2 separate regions of the Triticum aestivum genome follow, and region 2 is linked to region 1. The links are chromatin contacts, called in public Hi-C maps. All regions are on one chromosome and are shown on one strand. Each heading gives the region's core, a stretch centred on a gene start, on an enhancer-like site or on the middle of the called end of the contact. The rest is flanking DNA. Distances are from core to core; before and after follow the strand shown. Region 1 holds the start of LOC123182936. Region 2 has its middle 26 kb from the start of LOC123175301.

Evidence for each region. A called contact is a pair of places that touch in the nucleus more often than the background predicts.
Region 2: a contact with region 1 is called in a Hi-C map of leaf, with 2.6 times the contacts expected there. The contact joins the enhancer-like site here to the promoter of LOC123182936 in region 1. A contact is called at or near these places in 3 of 5 Hi-C or Micro-C datasets (leaf and root).

The regions. Positions count from the first base shown.
Region 1 is chr1D:459,656,194-459,661,233 of IWGSC CS RefSeq v2.1, forward strand. LOC123182936 reads right to left here and starts at 3,490. Exons shown (of 5, transcript XM_044595634.1): 1 at 2,723-3,490; 2 at 2,520-2,611; 3 at 219-1,982; 4 at 1-90. The coding sequence starts at 2,900.
Region 2 is chr1D:459,696,760-459,701,761 of IWGSC CS RefSeq v2.1, forward strand. No RefSeq gene overlaps it. Among protein-coding and RNA genes, the nearest start is that of LOC123175301, 26 kb to the right of the region's middle. Within about 2 kb of position 1,807, at least 6 of the 8 cell types and tissues checked have an H3K27ac peak or open chromatin away from gene starts, as enhancers often do. A contact at or near this core is called in leaf, where this site is marked.

The sequences.
Region 1 (5,040 bases), core at 2,240-4,739:
GTTCTCATGTGCATATGTAGGTCGGAGAATTCCTCGTTGTCGGTTGCCTCCAGGTACAGATCGAGATGGATTATCAGCTTTCCCGTTGGCCTGCAGATGGTAACGACAGAGGAGTCCTCATCAGATGAACATAATCCTTGATGTTATGATGATTTTTATAGAATTATCTCAATATTATTACACATGGTTGAGGACAGGGAAGAGCAGAAGTTACTAACCTCGAGCTTTTTATGAGTTTCACGCAACTCAACGGAATTAGGAAGCTCTCCGAAGACATGCATCAGACTGTCTAACCCCCGCAGAAGTTCCTCGCTTGACGATCTTTGTAGGACAGGAAAATCACTCGCCTTCTCAGACCATGAAGCGATTACTCTGCCTCGGCTTCTAGGAATATCTCTGTTCTTCAACTCGTCTCGATTAAACCAGACTGATTCTGCATCGTCCATGCTTGATGTGCCTCGTAGTTTTTCCTTGAAAACCAATTCCCTTTCTGAAGAAATATTTTGACAGTCCCTATGAGAGTTTCTTTTAGGACCATTTGGAGATCCCAGAACAGCACTAGTATTTTTGCTGAGCAAAGAAGTAGGGATGGCCTTCATCGGTGAGCTGAAAGTGAAAGAAACAATGTCCGAGTCGTTACACCTGGAAGCATTGCGCGGCTCTACCGGTCTCAGCAGGTCATTCCTAGCATAGTTTGCACTGGTAGTCTTCGGCTTCTCGCTAACCAACCCTGCGCCTTTTGCAATTATCATATCTTTCTCCATAGCCTTTGGTGATGCAGTCCTTGGCTTCGGTTTGTTAGAGCTATCGCTACGTAGGCCACCGGTTCGATGGCCTTTTCTGTTCAGGTTTTTATTCTGTGCATTGCTACGTGGCAGGCGAATTTCATCCATTACTTTTCCTTTGGACCTCAAAGATGTACTGCTCTTCATACTTTTGTTTAACGAAACAAAATCCTTCCCTGTGCTCGCCACATATTGCTCCCCATTTCTATGTTTCTGCCTCTGAATCATATGTTGTGGATCTTCTGTTCTAGAAACTGTAGGCAACGCGTTCTGCTTCAGGTTGTTCTGCTTGAGAGGGCCAGAAACAACATTCCCACGGGATACGTTCCTCGGCTGAACTTTCCGGGCATCTTGATATGTATCAGCGGTAGCATTGAAGATCATCGCATCACTTTCCTTAACTCTAACCAGCTCGCTCGAGTTGCTTACAGGCAAAACCTTGATGTTTCCTCCAGGTTGCCCTTGCCAGGGTGCATGCTGGTTTGGCTTCCTATCAGCAGAAATCTTCTTGCAGTTCTCTTCAGACCACTGTCTGGGAGCAGAATTGTGCAGAGAGGCAGCTCCTACGTTGCCAGCACCAGACATTGATGCATCAACATCACCCATTTCTCTTGAGAATTGATCCGGCGACTTATGTATTGCAGCAGCAGGAGCAGCAGTAGTCGCCACACCATCGCCGTTACATGGATACTCCAAGCGTGCATGTCGCTGAGCTCGGTGGCGATTTCTGGACTGCAGACCGGGTTCGAGAACCCTGGCTGCTGCTTCGATCAGCCGAGCCTTGTTCCTGCTTGAAATTGACCTTGGGCTCTTAAGAGGTGAAGCAACCTTGTGATTGTGGTGCCTCCCTGACCACAATGCCTGTGAATCTGCACTGAACTTGCTGGCATTGTCATGCCATTCATCCATGACCTGCCCTGGCTTCTGCTGCCTCTGATGCGAGGTGGCCATGCTCCCTGAGCTACCAAGCAAACCTTGAGAGCATTCATTCCGGTGACCGGCGACCTCGGGCTCGGAAGAGTCAGTGGCTCTGGCTGACCTTTCATGGCTGATGGCCGGCATTGAGCTGAGGCCCATTAGCCGGGCAACCACACCCGGGGTGCACATCTCACTGGAATTGCTGTCTTGGCTTGGCGGTGGCAAGCGGCTAGTGCCATGGCTTTCACTTTTACTCCTTGCATAGTCTGCAGAATCAAGCTGGAGGAAAGCAGCATGGATGAGCTAGCGATTTAGCATACAGATGAACAGATAGGAAAAGGAGATGATGAAAAGTTGTAAAGGAGGCAAGGGAAAAGGTGTAAAAAATGGTAGATGCTGAACCTGCACGGCTGGGGGAAAATCATTGAGAGCCTTGGGCAACCAGGTACAGATGAAAAGGGAGAACCACTTTGTTTTGGGAATCTCTTGAGAAAGAAAATCATGGATGTGAAGTTAAGAATTTAGGTGAAAAAATTTCCCTCAAAAAAATATTTAGGTGAAAATTTGGAGGACTCGGTTCATTACAACAGACAACAGCCAACATACTTTCCTTTGTCTAAACAGATTGTAAGGAGGGGAGAAAAGGAAGAAAAAAAGGAAAAGGAAATGCAAAACCAAGGGAAAAAATCTTGGCTTGGGGAAAAGCAAAATGATATTTTTGAGGCAAATTTTGTTGGGGAAAAATCAACTAGAATTCAGAACCAAACTTACTGCGCGGATGCTAGTAACAGGTGAAGGAAAGATGTAGCAGCGTACCAGGAGAGGTCTCTTCTTGGCCGCCGGCGTCTTCTCGCCCCCGCCGCCGCCGCCGGGTGGCCTCCCCGGCGATAAGAACCTCTGCTCGCGCACTGTAACGGGAAAGACACAGAAGAAAGCTGAGGAACAGCACGGATTTTGCACAGAGCCATATACTGTAGCAATTAGCAAATGCAGCTGCTCCGTCGGCAATCTCATCTCACCTGGGGCGAGCAGCTTGGTCTTCTTGGAGGAGGAGGATGAGAAGAGCTTCCTCTTGGCGAGCATCTGGAACAGCGCCGCCACGCGCGACGGCGCCGGCCTCTGCCGCTCGGTGATCGCCAGGCCGCCGCCGCCGCCGCCGTTCGCCGCCGAGGAGGACGAGGACCCGCCCCTCCTCATGCCTCCGCGCCGGCGAGGAAGAAGGAGGCAGAAATTCAAACCCGATTCTTCACGAGCCTGGCAGCGAGTAGCACAACACGCGCCCGCTCCCCCTGAATCTTGAATGAATGCCACTCTCTCACAGAAAGAACTCAAAATAAATGCAGAAATCCCTCAGAAAAAATGCAACACCAAAACTTGAGACCGGCCGCTCCAGTATTAATGGCTACATCTAGTTCTTCGTGAGCCGCCGAATCTTGAGGGGTTGAGGAGCCATGAGGGACAAATGCTAGAGAACAAAGGGAGATGGCCACTGCAACTGCTCAGGACATGACCGCTCCATGCGAATTCCTCTCCCTACTCATGAACCGGCCAAGACCCCAAGACTCTCTGCCCGGCTCCGCTTGTCACCCTCTTGAAATAAAAATGCTAGAGCAAACAAAGGGGAGAAGAGACGGTGCGGAGATCTAGAGCGGATGAGCCAAGCGTTGGAGTTGGGGGATTGGGGAGGGGAGGGGAGGGGGGCCTAGAGGTGAAAAGAGAGGGCTTTTGTTTTGTGGGAGGAGGGAGGAGGAAGGAGAAAGGGGGCCTGGCTCTTTCTGCAGAGAGGATTCAGAGGAAGCGACATGTCGAGGGCTGCTTTTGTTTAGCGTTGTGATGGATGTGTTGTGATGTGCATGTGTAGCTGTGTCAGAGGAGAAGCTTTCCATTGCTGACCTAATGCTTTTGTTTGCTTGCTTGCTTCCCTGACCAGTCTGGCTTGGCTTGGGACTGGTCTAATCTTGATTAATTAATTAGTGCCACTGTCCCATACTCCACTATAGATAGTTTGGACTGGTCCAATCCAAAATTAATCAACTAGTAAGCAACTTTGGCCTCTACCAGGAGCTGAAAACCGAAGCTTAAGATGCAAGTGAGGTGAAAATTTCCATGCTACCCCAGAGGCCCAGAGTAATCATCCTCTGCTTCAGCTTGTGTTTCATGTTACTGACCGAAGATGAGTGGAATCTAAGTAAGGGGAAAAAGAGAGGAGAAAATTACTTTGCTTGTGCATAGCTAACATAGGCGCCGACAGATGGTAACATTCTACTTAACACGTCATTGACACCAGCTTAGAGTGGCTATCTGTGATATACACTTGCTTCCGAGTGGCACTGGCTGTGATGCACACTCGCTTCAGGATGACACATACATGGCCGGCTAGCCGGTGTACGTATCTACCTCTGGTTGCCATGTGAATCTGCTGTGATGATGGTGGTGATGATGAATGAGTAGGGTCAAAGTGAAGGGAAGAGAAGAGAAGGTGGTTTCTCTGCTCTGCTCGCATACGGGCGGACAGCTCAACGGGTGACCCAAATGGAAAGTGCCCTCCATTTTACCGCTCCACGCAGCAGGAGAGGTGTATCGCTTGGGGGGTAAGATTTCCTCCTTGTGTCAATTCTCGTGTCAGTGAGTTTGAAACGGACGGTGCACCTATCTAGCCCTCCACGTAATATATACAAAAAATCAGCTTGCAAAATGCGCTTTGAAATGCTGCTGCTAGTAGTACTATTTGTATTTTTGGGATGGCGACGGCAGATAATTAATTCATGGAATACGATGTGTTGAGAGGCATTGGAGCATCGGTGTGCACAGGACAAGAGAGAGGAGGGAGCTGGGATTGTTCTTTTACTTCCTCCGTTCATCGCTGAAATAATATGGGACAGAGGTAGCAGCAGTAGTTAAGAGACGTCTAATCTTGAGTTTTGAGCCCACCTGATAAACTAAATCAAATGAGGTAGCTAGCGTACAAAACATAGCAGGTCACTAGGTCAAACGCAACACTGGTGCGATTATTGTAAGCATGGTTTTAAACAGACATTCCAGGGCACTACAATGTTGACCCGCGGACCTAGGGGATACTCCCTCCTTTTCGGTTTATAGGGCTCAATTCAAAAATCTCATCAACCAAGGTAGATGGTAAGTGGTGGAATATTTTTTGCAGTTTGCACAAGCACCTAATTAATGCTCTTGTTTTTCTCAAAAAATTATGTTTATCAATGCATTAATTGCAATGCATGCATGCATAAAGTACATGCATTGGTCAATTTTCTCTTAATACTTGCATGCAATGATTTAATACACCTTGGAATCTGAACATGTGATGGAAAACAACCAAATT
Region 2 (5,002 bases), core at 557-3,056, 39 kb after region 1:
GAGTTTTAAAACGGACGGTGCACCTATCTAGCTCTCCACGTATAAAAGAAAATCGGCTTGAAAAATGCACTTTGAAATCCCGCTAGTACTATTTATATTTTTGAGATGGCGACGGCAGATGATTAATTGATGGAATACGATGTGTTGATACTTTGGAGCATCAGTGCGCACAGGACAAGAGAGAAGAGGGCGCTGGGATTCTTTAAAAAGAAATAATTAAGAGACGTCTAATCTTGAGTTCTGAGCCCACCTGGTAAACTTAATCAGATATCGCTAGCAAGAGTACAAAATATGGCAGGTCACTGGATCAAACGCAGCACTGGTGGGATTATTTTAAGCATGTCTTTTTACAGACATTCCACGGTACAATGTTGACCAGTCGACCTAGAAGCGATTTAAATAACAGAGATTTGCTTTTGGATTGCCACCCGAACGGAACTAGAGGCATAAACCACACTCTAAACACAGCAGTAACCGTGAAACTGTAATAGCTTTGGACTTTACAAGTGTTGCCTATTGTTTCCGTTGCAGAGAAGCTAATTCAGTCGCTGATAGTTTGGCCAAACACTTCGTTATGTCTAGTTCGTCTGAATTCTGAGAGATTACTATGCCTGGCTTTATTCGTCCTCAAGTTGTAAACGTTTTGTCTATGTGAGAAATAGAGTTGTTGATGCGAAAAAAAACTGTAAAGGCTCCTTTGATTCAAGGGAATTTCATAGGATTTTTGGAGGGTTATAATCCTTAAAAAAAATTCCTTTAGTGATCGTTTGATTCATAGGATTGAATCTTATAGATTTTTTTTATGGAATCATGTGTACTACATTTCGGGCTCCTTTAATACAAAGATATTCTATAAGATTTTTGGAGGATTGAAATCCTTTGGAATTTTTCCTACGTGTCTTTTGATTCATATGATTGAATTTATATGAATTTTTTCTATGAAATCTTTTGTACTACATTTCATAGAAAATCTAACATACATCCCAACATCTTTTTGCAATATCTTTGATTTTCTGTGACATCAAACACTCCTTGTTAATCCTATAGGATTCAAGTGGTCATTGCCACTTCAATCCTATACTTTTCCTATTCCTGCGTTTTCAAAACCCCGCGAATCAAATAAGCCCTTCACTGGAAAGCATCCACGCCGGTACTAATCCTACAGGATTCAAATAGGCATGCCATTTCAATCCTTTAATTTTCCTATTCCCGTGCTTTAAGAATCCACTAGGAACGGTGGCTCTCGCCTGCCTGTTGAAAATCGTTCACGACGTGGATCACAAGCCGGGAGCGATTTCCGACAGATTTATGACGTATACTACTTCCATGATATAAACCGGGGCGCATGTACCGTGTGCTTCCATTGATGGAGACCCACGGGCTATCATTGGCACGGGCTGGGCTGGTACTAGACGGCACGCACGATTCGATCGAAACCGATACGGTGGTACTACTCCAGTACGAGCGCGAGGCGCTATTTGGCCGTCCGCACGGAGCCGCATTGAATTTTGACCTGACCTGTTGCGAGTTTCGTGTCAGGGCAGACCAGGGGGTGAGGTGATTGCAAACCCGCGCGTTCCTGCTCGGCTTCTTTTTTACCGATCCGGCACAGGCAGACGGACTGCAGCACATTGATGGCTGGTCGTGCTCTCCCTCCCACCCTCAGCCTCCGGTTGTGGCCGCTCGATCCATCGGGCCCTCCCTCTCAACTAACGTTCCTCCAGCGTTGACCTCAGTGGTTCGACCATTGCACACTTGCGCTGAGCAACCCATGGACGGGACCAACGGTCGAACGAGCGAGCATGCATGGGTGCGTGGTGTGCATACACGTGCTGCCCAAGTGGCAAATGCACGGGAAAGGCACGGCACAGCACAGAAGTTGCAGCTTTTTTTTTTTTAGGCTAGTTGCAGCTGCAGCTGCACCCGCCGGGCCCGTGTGCACTGCTCCGCACGCCGCCTGCAGGCCACTTGCGCCGCCCCACACACACCGACGGCTGGAAAGCGTCGCGGGCGGGGAGGGGACCTGCGTGCGTGCCGATTCCCGCCGTTTCTCAGGTGTCGATTCCGCTTTCCTTTCCGCCCAGGAGGATCGGCCGGCCCAGCGCTAGCCACCCGACCTCAAGGTGACGCGACCAGGAGACCGTGGACGGAGCTACAGGGAGACCGCTCAAGATTTTGAGCAATTCCCTGTATATTAGTGTAAAAATACGCTCTTATATTATAAGACGGAACTAATCTGATAGATAAGATGAAAACAACATGTCCACGTCAATTGATAGTACTAATAATCCGTAAGCAACTCCTAACCTGAGGGATAAAAACACAAACGACACGCTGGATGAAGTGGTGTGTCACCGTCGTGGTACCATCATCAACAAGACATGTTCATATCGATGTCGGGGAAGAAGTCGCCGTTGGGGAAGTAGTCGAATCCAACAGCCGCACTATACCGCTTCCAAAAAACTGATCGCCCCTCTCCCGTGTAGGGCCACAAGTAGCGAGATTCCAGAGGGCTGCTGTCTCGGTTGCCGATGCACGCTGAGAAGAGAGGCGTGAAAGACGTACGACGGCGGCGCCTGGCAATGGGGATTACCCACGCGGGTATTGCACTCCCGTCCCCGTCCCCGCAACAGCATTCCCGCGCCCGTCCCCATATCCCTTTGCGGGGATAAAAAGATTCACATCCCCATCTCCGTCAGATTTTTTATCCCCATGGCTACATGCAATCAACAACCTTCAATAGCATTTCCGTAGAAAAAATAGCATTTCTGCACAATAAACAATATAATGTGGTTATGTTAGGGATTTCTTAGGGCTTTTGGTCAAAGGGTGGGATGGGTGGAAATTTGTGTGGGTAAGTGCAAGAACTACCCGGGGTCTATTAATTTTAGAGCCCACATGTGAGGCCTTTCACGGGTAAGGCGGATAACGGGCAAGGGTAATTCTATCACATCCACATCCCCGTCTTGCGCGCTGGGTAAGGTATTTGACCTACCAGCTTCCCCGTAGGCATTAAAACTGCTACATCCCCATCCCGTGATAGAGTAATTACTTGTAAGGATGCGGGTAACAGTTAACCATTGCCAGCCTGATGCGGCGTAAAGTTGTGGGATGACTTGATAGGCACATAACGGGTGAAGTATCTCCCACAACCTCGCCCATGAAGAGGAGCGCCCTCTTATAGGAGTGTTTCAAGTGACCTGCTCAGAACAGTAAGGGAAACGTTTCCCCCCTAGGCAGAAGAAGAGAAACGACCAGGATTGTACAGAGTCATCTTCCACCAGTAAAAACATTTCAATTTGTTTTCTTATATGACAAAAAAGAAGGCACCTCACACACATCAAAATAAGGCTTGTATAGCGAACCGGCCTGTGGTTGGATGGTTAGACGAGCAGTGATATCCTCAGTCCACCAGGGTTCAAGTCCTTGTACTCGTGTTATTCCTTGATTGATATCAGGATTTCCGGCAATGCACTTTTAGAGGGAGGAGACGTTCCCGTCGACGAGGAGTCACCTACGGTGACTTCGTAAATCTCAAGATGATATGTCAGCTCAGTCTCTCGAATGTGTGCGTTCATAGGGGTGAGTGTATGCGCATATGTATGAGCGCTTGCGTCTGTACTGTGTTAAAAAAGGCTTGTATACGCGGGAGCGGTTTTTGGGTGGACAGGGGCAATTGGCTCCCCTTTTTGAAATGATTCAAAAATCGTATTTTCAAGTTAAAAAAATCTAAAAAATTGTGAACATTTTATACATATTCACGATGGATCTGTGAATTTTCATTCAAAATTTTTATGATTAGCAAGCTGCACAAAAAATCCCGGCCCCACAATAAAAACCGATTTGGCCATTTTCATTTATGTATTTGTTTTTTGTCTACGCCCCACATTAAAGCATATTGTTATAAAAATTTCTTGAACGTGTTATATCTGTATTTGTGTGTGTACAATTTTTTTTGCATTGTGGAAATATGTTTTTTTAAGTTACTGATGCACCCGTCCACCCAAGGGCAATTTCGTTGTATACTCCCTCCTCTCAAACTCTTAGTGGTGTGCGAAACAACTCCCTTTTTTTAGAACTAACAACCCACCTTTTATGTTGGTCCCCAACATCCTCCACTAGCACAGTGTTACTAAATTCATTAATAGGCCATATGGGCCCATAGATTATTCCTAAGAATTATCAGAAGTAATATTAGGGCAAATCCCACTAATTTCAACAATAACGCTCGGGAGATGATGCTAGATCGCTTGCTTGGTGGAAGTCTCGATGGTTTTTCTTTTCTGTTTGTTTATTGGTTGGACAGGTCCGGTTTTACCATTTGTTTGTTTGTGATTTTCTTTATTGATTACAGTGGTTTTAACTTGGGCTTTCTTTATTTTTCTCTCCCTTTTTATTTACTTTTGCTTACTTCTTTCTCGGTTTTTATCGTTTTTTCTTTATTTCCCTGTTCCTTTTCTTGGTTCTCACCATTTTCATTCTTTTGCATCGGTTTCTTTGTGGTCTTTCTTTGTTTTTATTTGGGTCTCATGTTTCTTTTCCTGTTTTTATTTGTTTTCCTTCTTATTCTTTGTTTCTTTGTCGAGTTTCACCGTCTTCACTCTTTTGCATTGGTTCTCTTGTGTTTTTATTTTTTTATTCTTATTTTTTTTTCATATTTTGGTTTCCTTTGATTCTTCTTGGTTTTTGTGGTTTTGTCTTTTCTCTATTCGTATAGAACAGGAACAAAATTTTACACATGTTTAACACTTTTCAAATACATGAAACATTTTTCTGTATGTGCTAAACATTTTTTAAATACGTGATTTGATTAACATTTTTGTCGAATATATGGTTTTGATGTCTACCTCTTTTATATAGATTATACATTTTCCGTATGCAAAAGGAACACTTTTTACACATGTTTAACATTCTAAAACACATGCTTAATATTTTCTCATATATATGTTTTTATGCCTATTTTCCCTATGCATTGTACATTTTTTGTACACATTTCAATCAT